Regions from separate parts of the Mus musculus genome. Here region 1 is linked to region 2. Evidence: chromatin contacts called from public promoter capture Hi-C data. All regions are on one chromosome and are shown on one strand. The core of a region is the stretch at or near the end of the contact, and the rest is flanking DNA. Distances in the headings are between cores, read along the strand shown.

Region 1 (3,016 bases), core at 72-2,571, 3.6 Mb before region 2:
TCTGTAGACATAAGAAGACGTTTAAATTACTTTGGTGTGCTTTCATACCCCGGTGGCACCCAGAACAACAGGAAACAGTGGGGTGAGAATGTAGTCGCTCTGACAGATATGTCCCCATCTAACAATAAACGTATCTGCAGATTTGGTGTTGAGGATGCTGCTGTGGGGAGAGCACTAGAGGTCTGAAAGAACTCCATGGAGTCTGTGTGTGTGTGTGTGTGTGTGTGTGTGTGTGTGTTTACATCGGGACTGTGGTTCATGCAGCAGATTGTTGTTGAGCACATCACAAGACCCGGGTACCTCCCTAGGCAATGAAGAACAAGCGGAAACAAAACAAGTTAGAGTGGGGATGTAGCTCAGCACTGTCGGTGAGCACGCCCAGACTCCAGCACCACATAAACAATAGCTCCTATAGAGTTATTTGAGGGGTGGGAGGAGTGGGCTGCTCTATTTGAGTGAACCTAACAGAAGAGGGGAAGAAAGCCAGGAAACAGGATAAAGGGACAGAGAGACAGGGCAGTCTGTGGTAAAGCCATTGCATGTTACTTGGAAATACGGAGTTATAAGGAAGCTTAAGGAGAACATTGAGACAGTAGCTATTGGCAACATGAGGGCATTCGGGTGTGCCACGGAGTGGGTCTGGCCTACAGTTCTGTCAAAGGAGATGGAAGCTGAACACGTTGGTGCTAGACTAAATGACTTTATGTTCTTATGTCCTTTATGGACAGCGACAGGAATCTGAAGATCGTGGGCAGAGGATCACTGTCCACCACCCCTCTCCTTAAAGGATGACACTTTCTAATTTACTGTCTCACCCACTACTCCACTGAACTAAAAGAGAGCCATGGAGGTCCCAAAGAACCCCATGGAGTTTGAAGTGTGTGTGTTAGGGTCGGGGGTTGTGCATGGATCAGTTACACACTGTGTCCAGTCCTGTGTGGGACTTGGCGGTTCAGAACTAAAAGCGGTAGTTGGAAGAAGTGATGGAGAGAGATGGCTGTTTAGCATGGACCAGAAATCCGAAGCTGTAGGAGGAAGACGAAAAACCTGTTGGGATGGCGCTGAGATGCGGAGTGACGAACCTGGTGACGCGGAGGGTCGTCTGTGAAGGCGCCCGAGTCGAGGCTTGCGATTGGGCGAGGGGAAGGTGCCTCTGACGGTCGTCAAGGTAGCAGTTCGGGAGGGACGCCAAGGCCTCCTCCAAGTCACCGCGCATCCCTTGCTGAGCCCTTGCTGACGTGTCACTCGCAGCAGCCCGCCTCTTGGGCGCCTCCCCCGGCACCGCCCGCTCCTGCCCCGCCCCCGACACCGCCCGCCGGCGGCCTCCGCGTCACCCGGGCCCGCGGTGGCCACAACATGGCTGCGGCGCCGGGGCTGCTCTTCTGGCTGTTCGTGCTGGGGGCGCTCTGGTGGGTCCCGGGCCAGTCGGATCTCAGCCACGGACGGCGTTTCTCGGACCTCAAAGTGTGCGGGGACGAAGAGTGCAGCAGTGAGTCCGGGGTGGCGGGGCGGGCGGCCGGTTCCCGGGTGGCTGCGGTGGCTGCGCGGGTCGGAGTCCCACAGCCGGCACCTGGCCTAGGGGGTCGCAGGCCCGCGGAGCCCGCGCTGGTACGCTTTACTCGGCTATCGCCCGGCTAGCCCTGCCATAGAGGCCGTGCCTACCACTTGTTGCCGGATTTGCTCTCTGCTCCTCTGACCCTGCCGGGGGGCGCCGCAGACCCAGCCGGGTTTCCAGGGTGCTGCTCTCTGCTTCCTTATCCCCGCACTCCCCTTGGGCTCCCAGGGTGATGGGGTGGCTCGCCCCCGCATCCTGGGCGCCCCATGCTGCAGCCAAGAGCGTTTTAACGCCGGCCGCGGGGACCTGGGTCCACTCAAGACCGAGATCCACGCGCTTAGAGATCTGGGGCGCAATCCTAGCGGCCGATTGACGGCGGGGTTCCTCCAGAAGGCACCTCGGCGCTGCCCTCTTGGCTGCATTGGGACCAGCTCACATCATCTTTGGAACCAGAGGAACTGGAGTTTAGGTTTGGGATGAATCCCGAGGCCAAGCAAGCAGTGCATTCTGTGGTCTCCCCGGTTTTCTCCTTCAGTCCCGTCGCTCTTTTGCATAGAAGCCTTTTGCCAGCTCCCAAGCAGGGCTGCGGGAAGGTCAAAATCTTTCGTTCTTTAACCAGCCAAGTTACTGCACCTGTCACTACCTGAGAACCGCAGCCGCCTTCTCTGTGCGCAGTCGCGCCCTAGTCCTAGGTTGGAGGTGCCAGGGTTGGAGGTGGGCCATGGGGAAGGTTAGGATTAGAAGAGGGCTACTACTGTAACGGTGATAATAAATACTCCAAGGGTCTCAGGAACCCGTCCAGCCCTTTCCTTAGTTCCCTATGTTGCTGGGACTTACTCCTACCCAGAATAATACTGTTTTTAGGTTGGTTTCCAGAAACTGTAACTCACTGACGATGTCCTTCACAAATCACAGCAGTCCATTCAGAAAAGTATTCATTCTAAAAGACTAAGAAGAGTGCAGGTTAGCCATTTGTATTTCAATTGGTGTTATGAAAAAAAAAAGGAAAAAGCAAAATGCATAACTTGAATGGTTTACTCCAATACCATTAAAGAAAAAAAAGGGGCGCCTGTAATTTATGTCGCTGAGATTCTAGGTCCTAGCTGTAACCCAGGGCCACTGTAAATAAACAGCGAAGGTAAAGCAACCACGAAGGTAAAGGCACCACGGCGACTTCTCCCTTTCATGCCCTACTACCATTTGGTGCCCTACTACCATTTGGTCATTGACTGCTGTCAAGCGTCTTCTGTTCTTTGCTGTCAGGCACTGTCCTACCTGAGTTCCTCAAAGCGTGGGAGGTCCGTATCACTGATGCTGCCTCAGAACTGGGGCTCAGGGTTGGAAGAGTTCCGGGTTATAGTGTAACTTGAGGAGTGGCCCAGGCCCAAACAAATGTAGCCAAACACAAGAGGCAATGATAGAAGAAGCAGGGCCCAGGTGTGTGTCGCTGAGAGGAAGTGC
Region 2 (3,028 bases), core at 341-2,840:
TGCCTGTAACCCCAGCCCTGACTGTCATCCTCAGTTACACACTGAGTTTAAGGCCAATGGTGCACATGAGACAGTCTTCACACACCCCATTCACTACCAGCAAAACAGAACCAGACCACACAACACTTACTGCAAAATCTTGTCTAACTTCTTCCTCTCACAATTTAGAATAATACCTTGCGCAAACTAGCACACTTTTACATCTTGCAGTGAATAAAGAAAAAGTCACAAAGATAAACAGTTTATTTCTAAGAGGCAGCTTTATCTCAAAAATTGTGCAGAGAGAGAGAGTAGTAGAGACAGGCTTTCCTGATTAAAGCAGTCTACTAATGTCTTCTCCTTCTCTCTTCCCCCTTCTGTTTGTTTGTTTGTTTGTTTGTTTGTTTGTTTGTTTGAGATAGGGTTTCTCTATGTAGCCTTGGAACGACTATGGAGACCAGGCTGATCTTGAACGCACAGAGATCCTCCTGATTCTGCCTGTGCTCTTACAACTCAGTAATAAAGACACATTCTATTTCATTTGTTTGAAAATTCTTTGGTGCTGGGTCTAGCTTCAAAGAGAGATACTGATAGTCTACAGAAGAAAGCCCAAAGATGAGCTCCAAATGATAGTCTAGAAATGATACAGTCTAGAAATGATACAGTCTAGAAATGATACAGTCTAGGGATCTTGATTGGATCTGTTTTCACTGATAGTTAAAAGAATGAAAGGGTGGTTCAGGTCTTTAATCCCACGGCTCAGGAGACAGAGGCAAGAAGATCTCTGTGAGTTTGAGGCCAGCCCCATCTACTAAGAGAGTTCCAAGATAGCCAGGGCTGTTACACAGAGAAACCATGTCTAGAACAAACTGAAAGGAAAAAAAAAAAAAAAGAACTGTTAAGACTAGAAGAGTTAAAAGGCAAAGCACAACAAGCAGTAGCAGAATTAGCAGTTAAAAAGGCGTTTATTGCAGGCAGTAAACACACAGAGAAAAAGACCTTCTACAAAACAGAGAGGGGATTTGAGAAGCTGAAAAATCCAGTCTCTTCTTGAGGCCTGGGGGTTGTAAAACCTCTAAAACCTCCCTGACCTACTTTAGTGTTGGTCAGTTTGAAGGCAGAAAGGATGGATGGTTGATCGGTCCACTACAGTTGTGTAACGTGTTCTAATCAGGCTTTGAACTTATTGAACCAGTCCATCAGCAGGTGACCTGCAGGTAGATGATAAAAGCTTGCCAGGTTTTTGTCTCAAATCAGGAGGTTAAAAAAAGCTGGCCATCTTGGAAATTCGCCATGGCTCATGTCCCTGTTTGTCTACTAAGGGTCTGCCCAACTCCTCGTCTCTCAATACTAACAAATCGAAAAGAAAACATAGGTTTGGCATAATGGAACCTACAGCTTCGTGCATGCCAAGCACGAAGCTCTGCCAGCAGAATTACCCAGCGTCAGATATATGACAAAAGATTAGGCTAGGCGACCTGAACTCTCTGCTTTTTGAGAAAAAAAAAAAAATGAGAGTAAGAGTTTCTCAGTAAGTCTGGGTTTTGTGTGTGTGTGTGCGTTTCCTTGAAGAGTTGGAGCACAGAACGGAAAAAACGGAGGCAAGAGCAGCAGTCATAGACGGAAAGATTATCGCTTGGCTGCCAGCAGGAACCGCCACTAGATTAGGCCGGCCCTTGCTCCGCAAAGCCGGACACGCCCTACACTACGCCCAGCGCACAAAGCCCTATGGGACTTGTAGTCTTTCGCCTATCTGCTCCTAGGAGGCGGAGAGACCCTGCTGTACGTAAATGAATCTTTCTTCCCGGCGTCGTCTCGGTTTTCTCCCTTTGCGAAAGGCCTAGTAGGGAAAGTTTGAAAATTCCCGCGGAGTCGGCGCCAGAGGCCGGAACCCTCGCGAGAAGTCCGAGCCCCGCAGCGCGATCTGCGATCGGATCCCCGCCCTGGCCACGATCCTTCCCTGGGCGGAGAGGCTGTGTGTGTGGGGTTCGGGCAGTGCGCCCGGGGTAATGCGCAGAGCGCGGCCCGAGCGGTGCCAGCCCAGTAAGTCGAGTCGCCAGCGGGGAGGACGCGGCGCGGGCGGTGGGACGAGTTCGAAGCCGGGATTGGGCGAAGGAGCACCCGGGGCCTGAGGGGACCGGCGAGAGACTGAGCGAGAAGCGGCTTCCGCGGGCCCGGGGCGCGCGCCGGGCCGTGTCTCCCGGGAGATGCTGTGACGGACCGCACGGAAGCAGCGACGCCGGGGCCCTTGGCGGCCTGGCCCGCGGGCTCAGGTAGGGTGGGGAACCGCAGGCCCGCGCGCCGAGGGCGGGGCGGCCGGGGCGGCGAGGCCCGGGGCCTAGGCCGGGCGCACCGCCTCGCGGGGAAGCGGCGTCCGCGAGCCGCGACCGGTGCGGCTCGTTCCAGCGCTCGGGCGTTAGTTACATAACCCTGGCGGCGGGTGCCGGCACATGGCCGCAGAGTCGAGCCTCCGGGCTCGTCTCCCGCGCCCGCGGGCGGGATCTCCGCCCCCCGGGACGAGTCTGACTCGAGACCCCGGGCCGTCAGGGTGTAGCGGAGCGATGGAGACCTTTGTGGGGCGTTCCCCGCGGACAGCCGCGGGCGCTCCGAGTCTCTCCGGCGTTGGCGTGAGCTCCACATGGTCCTGTGCTTGGCTCGGGTGAGTCCTGGGCGGGGGAAAAAGTTTCACTCGCGAAGCGGGCCACAGGGCTGAGTGGATCTGGTCCAGGACATCTAAGAGAACCGTGTCCGGAGCTCATCTGCGAGCTGTAAGGCCCATGACTTTTGCCTTTGGTTGACTTTTTGGAGAGTCGACTCTGCTTTTTGAATTGATAGGTACACACATGGTCCTTTTGAGACAGGTGGTTTTTGTTGACTTTGTGGAACCTTTCTTTTTGGTACCGTGAAGAATCACATCCAGGTCCTCACACATGTCAGGCAAGCGCTCCACCACTTGAGTTGTGTCCCCAGCATGGGATCTTGTGATTTTTCGGTTCCTAAAGCAAACGGCAGCCATTCTTAGAGGTGTGTTGTTATAGGAAAGTGAGCG

The links. Promoter capture Hi-C pulls out the DNA fragments that hold promoters and counts their contacts.
Region 1: a contact with region 2 is called in a promoter capture Hi-C map of pre-B cells, with 7 times the contacts expected there. The contact joins the promoter of Mia3 here to the promoter of Ahctf1 in region 2. A contact is called at or near these places in 1 of 39 promoter capture datasets (pre-B cells) and 1 of 484 Hi-C or Micro-C datasets (CD4 T cells).

Annotation. Positions count from the first base shown.
Region 1 is chr1:183,367,870-183,370,885 of GRCm38.p6, reverse strand. Mia3 (melanoma inhibitory activity 3) reads left to right here and starts at 1,321. Exons shown (of 26, transcript NM_177389.3): 1 at 1,321-1,489. The coding sequence starts at 1,357.
Region 2 is chr1:179,802,577-179,805,604 of GRCm38.p6, reverse strand. It overlaps Ahctf1 (AT hook containing transcription factor 1), which reads left to right and starts at 1,590. Exons shown (of 36, transcript NM_026375.2): 1 at 1,590-2,252.